2 separate regions of the Mus musculus genome follow, and region 2 is linked to region 1. A link is a contact called in public Hi-C data. All regions are on one chromosome and are shown on one strand. The core of a region is the stretch at or near the end of the contact, and the rest is flanking DNA. Distances in the headings are between cores, read along the strand shown. Region 1 overlaps Pcsk5 (proprotein convertase subtilisin/kexin type 5). Region 2 holds the start of Pcsk5 (proprotein convertase subtilisin/kexin type 5).

What was found. Hi-C and Micro-C count contacts between places; a contact is called where the count stands out from the background.
Region 2: a Hi-C map of liver shows a contact between it and region 1, with 2.8 times the contacts expected there. A contact is called at or near these places in 8 of 39 promoter capture datasets (cranial neural crest, embryonic stem cells, hippocampal neurons and 4 more), 4 of 484 Hi-C or Micro-C datasets (the HL-1 cell line, liver and muscle stem cells) and 8 of 130 datasets of targeted methods (cardiomyocytes, craniofacial prominence, embryonic forebrain and 4 more).

The regions. Positions count from the first base shown.
Region 1 is chr19:17,554,052-17,557,274 of GRCm38.p6, reverse strand. All of the region lies in intron 20 of Pcsk5 (proprotein convertase subtilisin/kexin type 5), which reads left to right. Gm41813 (a long non-coding RNA gene) reads right to left here. Exons shown (of 3, transcript XR_877744.2): 3 at 2,385-2,432. Among named protein-coding and RNA genes, the nearest start is that of Gm41812, 19 kb to the left of the region's middle.
Region 2 is chr19:17,836,299-17,839,483 of GRCm38.p6, reverse strand. It overlaps Pcsk5 (proprotein convertase subtilisin/kexin type 5), which reads left to right and starts at 1,852. Exons shown (of 38, transcript NM_001190483.2): 1 at 1,852-2,529. The coding sequence starts at 2,332.

The DNA of each region.
Region 1 (3,223 bases), core at 620-3,119:
ATAATCACAATAATGAGGTTCAGAAACTGACAGAGGGCCATGAGTTACAAGTCTTGTAGGTGTTCATTTAGTTAAGTTTAGGCTGAACTGGTCAGGGGTGAGTTCCTGGAGCAGATAGAAATACAATTGGTCTATGACTGTCTAGGGGTCTTGGTCAGGTTCAGGGATCCTGATAGGATTTGTTTTCTCTGCCAGTTAAAGAATCAAAAGGCAGGGAAAGTGTTGAGCAGGATAGGTAACAGCTTGATAAATTTCAACCACAGTAAACAGGAGGATATAGAATCAGTAATTTAGGAGTGGCTTTTATTGAGGGTGAGGAAACACGCATATAGCAAGCACAGAGAAAAAGGACCACCTGCAAAGCAGAGAGCAGATGTGAAAAGCTGAAGACATCAGCTTTGCCCTGGGGGCTGGAACTGTTAAAGTCCTTGGCGGGTCTTCTCTAATTTAGGGCTGATCAATTTGAAGAAAGGCAAGATGGCAGACTGACCAACTTGTTTTCATCTAACCTTGAACTGTTGAGCCAATTCATCACAGGGGCCCTACCTAAAAAAAAGAAAAAGCCCCTAAGACCTTTGTTTTAGCTGCAAGACTCTTGTTTGAGGTTCAGAGGATGGCGAAGAAGCCAGTCATTGTGGAAGTTAACTATCTGTGCTACCTATCATGGTCCCTCTCCCTATCTGTTTGCCTATGAAGGAGTCTGTCTAAGTCCTAGACCCTCTTCCCATGTAAGTTTGCCACACATTCGAGGTTCAGGTCAGGGAGGTACTTTCATGGTTTTAATCTAATTAGTTCATTGCTACAAAGGGCAGTAGTTCAACTTACAATGGTGTAGTCAAGAAATGACTACAACTTTACATTTGGTGCTAGGCCTTCATCTCTTCCTAGTCAAATTTGCAAAGTTCTCAAGTGGCACCCCAGGAGAAGCCCTTGCCTCAGCAGTGGCCTTCTCAGGCTTATCAAGAAGTTGCAAGCCATGAACTTGGTAATGAAGGGAGCTGATTGGCTCTGTGACTACTAAATTGAAATTTCTTTATTGGCTGATCAACACTGTCAGCATACTTGAGTATGGAAATACACAACCCCTGCGCACCCTTCCCACCCATATACCCTAGTAGAATGACTCCTGAGATGCTGACATGGAAAGACATGTTTTTCACTGTGTTTGCATCATCATCCAGCCTCACACAGAATTCCAGCAGAAAGCACTGTGCGAGCCAAAAGGTGTCTTAGTTAGAATTGTACTGCTGTGAACAGACACCATGACCAAGGCAACTCTTGGACAACATTTAATTGGAGCTGGTTTACGGGTTCAGAGACTCAGTCCATTATCATCAAGGCAGGAGCATGGCAGCATCCAGGCAGGCATGGTTCCGGAGAAGCTGTGAGTTCTAAGTCTTCATCTGGAGGCAGCTGGAAGAAGATTGGCTTCCAAGCAGCTAGAAGGAGGGTCTTAAAGCACCCCCTACAAACAGACAATGATGTCCTTTGTCCAACAAGGTCACACCTATTCTAACAAGGCCACACGCTGTGCCAAGCACATTCAGTCCACCACACAAGGCAATCTTAAACTGTCCTGGCAAGTTGGATCCTATCTCCTTCCATTCTCTAATACAAAATGGCAGGGGGAAACCAAGGCCAGCTGTAGCTTGACCTTGCCTACCCTAAGCTGGGCTCTCAGCTCTAAACTCAGAATATGTACATGACACAGAAAGTACAACCCTGCTTCTCTTCTCTGGTTAACATCCATTTCCAGATGCTCTTGTTGCCAGACCGTAAAGTCCAAAGTTCTCCACAGAGCACTTTAGAGCCTTTGACATATTCAGCTGGGCACAGCCAAGATGAACTGAATTTCACTGTGGCTCATTGGAGCTCCTTGGCACCAAGCAGCAGACTCTAATCCACATAACCGTGTCTTCTCGTCATCACTAGCGGTGATGATCCAGCCAGATTCAGTTCTTTGGCAGCAAAGAGGCAGTTACGTAGCAGGCCAGAGCGTGAGTGGTGGCACAGGATCCTGTCCTCTACCGCCAGGAGGCTCTTCAGAGGGTGATTTGGCTGGGTTTCCCTTGGGTTGGTTGGTTTCATTTCTGAGACAGACTTTCACACTATGGCTTAAACTGGCCTTAAACTCAACATTCTTCCAGCCGTTGCTTCCCATGTGCTGGGTTAGTAGGCATGAACCCCACGCCTGGCCTTAGTTAGGTTATTATTGAGGGATTTGCTTAACAGGCTTTCTTCCAGGTGGCCATTGTTTGGACATAGCTATTGTTTTGTTTTCTGAGCAACAGAAGATATTTCTAGAAAATTCCAGACATACTTTCTGAGGTCCATATTGTAAGATCCTTGAACTTTTGTCAATATTCTTATATACCTTTGTAGCGTATAGCTTTTGCTCCAGGAACAGGCTGTGCTACCAGCCCCCCTCAGATCTGTGGATGTAAAACACAGACACATACATTGCTCAATTTCAACCTACATTCTTGGCTCAATTGCTGGGCACTACTAATTTTCCGCAGCTAATGTACCCTTCCTAATACCTTAGCTCAGCACTCTAAATCTACTCTCAACTTTAATTACTCAGTTACCTTTAGTCCCAGTTCAACACCCTAACCTCCCACCTGGAAAAGTGGCCTATGGCCACTTGCCCAAGATCTTATATGGTTGGTTACCTTTTGTCCCTCTAAAGCATGGTGAAATTTTTCCTTCCTCCTCTTCATCTCCTCCCCTCCTTTCCAGGGACCCTGAAGTCCTGTCTCTTTCCTTCCACCCCACAATTGGCCCCTGGCATCTTTAGGGGTAGATCAAGAACCAATTGGGGAACAGAACCTTAGCATCGGACCCACCCCCTACATACTTTAAGTATGTAATGTTTTAAGATTAACATGGTTTTATTTAATTGGGCACAGACATGAAATTTCTGACACAAGAATTACTGCTAGTAGAAGGTGTGGCCAGGACTCAAGCCACCACTTCACACGTGTCCCTCATACTGCTTTCTTTTTTAAGAGTGCCAAAGCACATTAACTTCAAACGACACACATTGTAATGTGAGCAGAAATCCTTTCCCAAAAAAGGATGCAAAGTTCACTGACCCTTTGAACTTGCCTTTTTGGTTTTTTTGTTTGTTTGTTTGTTTGTTTGTTTTTGTTTTTTACTTATAAACCCAAATAAATACAAACTTGCTTTGCCATACACTAGCCTCTGGGGTTCCTACCTTCTC
Region 2 (3,185 bases), core at 603-3,102, 280 kb before region 1:
GACCATCCTCTTGCTGTTGATCAAGTTCAGATATGCTCTCTTGCCCAACCGAGAACAAATCCATGCAATTCTGTCTCTTACATATGTGCTGAGATTTAGATCATCAGTTAACTCTGATTGTTCTATCTGGAATTCAGCAACTTTTAATAGCATGGATGCAGATGGTCACCCTGGCAATTAGCAAATCTCCCTGTCCCTGTCCCTGTCCCTGTCCCTCTCCCTCTCCCTCCTCTCTCTCCCCTTCCTCCCTCCCTCCCTCCCTGCCCCCTTACTCTGGAATCTATGGTTGAGAGGGGTGGTAAGAGGTCTGTCCAAAGGGACTGGCCAGTAGCCAGACTATACGGACTCTAGAGCCAAGCAAAATGCCTAGGTTTCTCTCTTTACAAAAATAATGCCAAGTAACAATGAGCATTTTCTTTAGAGAATTCTGAGCCTAAATTCCACCAATATTTTGTGCCCCACCCCCGACTATGTCCAGCACAATCTGATAGGAATCATAGACCAGGCCCTTGAAACAGATGTGTTAAACTAGCCAAATAAATAAATCAATAGAATGCATGCCTTTCTGCAGCATGTATCTGCTTTTCTCATCTACCTCTTGATCTGTAATGTATGGGCATTGTTATTTGAATTTGTTTGAAAGAAAAAAAATATAATCTATTTATACAATATGCAAAATCTATAAAATTTATGCTCCAAGGTGCTAGTAGATTTAAGCTTGCAGATATCCTTCAGACAGTTAAATCATCCTGAGATGGGTTAATCTCAGACACAGTCAACTAGTCTTTAGGAAGAATGACAAGGGATTGGAAGAGGAGAGGGATAGGATGTGAGGGCTTCGGACAGCTGCTTCTTTTAAGGTTAGGCAAACCATTTCATAAAGACCAATTTTTCTTTTTACAAGAAACTACTCTTTGGCCCCTCACCTGCAAAAGACAAGGTGGTTAGAGAAGTCTGAAGAAGGCCAGACACCATTCCCTGTTGTGTCTGAAGTCATGGTACTTTAACGCAGACTTGGTGGCATTTCATCTGACTTCCTCTGTGGTCCTTTTTATATTACTCTCCCCCTCTGCTCTGGTGACATACTTGGAAAGTTGGAAAACTCTCCTTGCTGAGGTAAATGAAGCCCTTGGAGATAAGGACACAGAAACGAATGACCGAATGGCCGCTCCCTTGGAACCCACACTTATCCGTTCTCTAGTACTGTAGATATTCATAGAAATATCTTTCCATGCTCTAAGCAGGGATTTCACCCTCCTGTGATGTTGCTGCTGAGTATCAGAATGGCTGATCTCCCAAGTCAACAGGCGACAGACTTTTGGCTTTGGCTTTTGTAAGAGTGAATGATACTTAACTGTCCTGTGTGACAGCTTCTCCGGGGAGCAGAATGCGCAAAATAAACAGTTACTGAAAAGCATAAAGAATTAGTGAAGTGAAAATCTCGATATTTGTTTTGAAATTGAGACAGGAGTGACCTTAAAATGCTCAGTCCTGGGCGTTTAGCGCCGGGATGAATGAATCTTTGCCCATACTTCCCTCTCATTATCCTGTAAATCTTAGACTTTCCAGAGTAACGGGAAATTAATTCAAATGCAGCCCGGCGGAATAAAAAGGATAGAAATCAAGACTCCGGAGGCACTCTCCTCTCAGCCCTTTGGGGAGAGGACTTCACTGGCCCGACCCTGGAGTTTACAGCAGGGAGAACAGGGAGGCGCTAGGACCTGGGTGGCTCCTGGCTGAGGCCCCGCTCGTGAGGGCGGAGGAGTAGAGGAGGAGGGAGATGTGGGAAAGGAGGGGTGCTCCGGGGGGCGGGGGAGTCATTTATGCGGAGCGGGCGCCGCTGCCGTCGCCACTCACAGTCCCGGCGCGCTGCTCGGAGCCGGAGGGAGCGCAGCGAGAGGGCGAGCGAGCGAGCGAGCGCTTGGAGCCGGGTTCAGCAGAGGGGGCGCCCGGCCGCTGCTTGCGCTCCGGCCGGTCGTTTCCACGGAGCTCCAGGGCCGGAGAGGAGCAAGAGGCAAACGAAGAGTCCAAGAGCAAAGCCGGGAGAGCCCGCGGCGGAGGCTCCAGTCCCACTCCGCCGCCTCCCGTGCAAGCCGGGGAGCGATCGCTCAACGCCCCGCCGGCCCAGAGCCCGTCACCCCGTCCCCTCTGCCCCAGGCATGGTCTAAGAGCCTGAGAGGGGCTAGCTGTTCTGCTCTGCTCCCGGGCTCTCAGCCTCCTACCGACCGCTCCCGGCTGCGCGCCCCGCCGGCCCAGGCCGGAGAAGTTAGTTGTGCGCGCTGCTTAGCGCGCGAGCCAGCGGGCGGGCGAAGGCGGCGAAGCGTCGGGACCATGGACTGGGACTGGGGGAACCGCTGCAGCCGCCCGGGACGGCGGGACCTGCTGTGCGTGCTGGCACTGCTCGCCGGCTGTCTGCTCCCGGTATGCCGGACGCGCGTCTACACCAACCACTGGGCAGTGAAGATCGCCGGCGGCTTCGCGGAGGCAGATCGCATAGCCAGCAAGTACGGATTCATCAACGTAGGACAGGTAACCAACCCCCGGTGACACAGGCTCTGCACCCAGAAGCTAGTCGTTTGGGGGCTTCTTGTCCCCTCCGCTTCGACCCCTCCCCCTTTTCCAGATGTGCTTCTGCAGCTGTGGCCCGAACTCTAGGGCGATGCTCTCTCCAACGCGCTCGTTGCACAGTCACACACATGCCCCGAAGTTGCTGGGATCTCTGTTTAATTTGTTTTTACAAGCAATGAGGGACAGGTAGGGTCTGTGGAAAATATGGAGTGCCCTTGGACAGGTTGAGACTCGCCTGGACCTTTGGACCTGGGAAGTCCAGAAGCGCTATTTAGCTTGAGGAAATAGCCCTGCGAGTGGCTGTGGCAGGGAAGGTTGAGACTTTTGGAGGCCAAGGAGTGAGAACGCCCCTGGTTCTAACTGGGAGAGAAAAGCCTGGATTAACCTCCTGGGCCACAGAATTGCTGTGCTCTGGAGGGCTTTGAGTGCGGCGTCTGGAAGGGAGGTGGTGGGGAGAGAGGAAGGGGGCGGGACACTGGGAGGGAAGCACGGATTTAGGGGGGTCCTGGCTGCTGCCTCTCTTGGCCAGGATCCAAATGTGGGCCCCCGGAGCTGGGTGGGGAGGAACCTGGGAGACATTGAAAGCGGCTGAAATGTTCTGCTCCGGGAACTTGGGA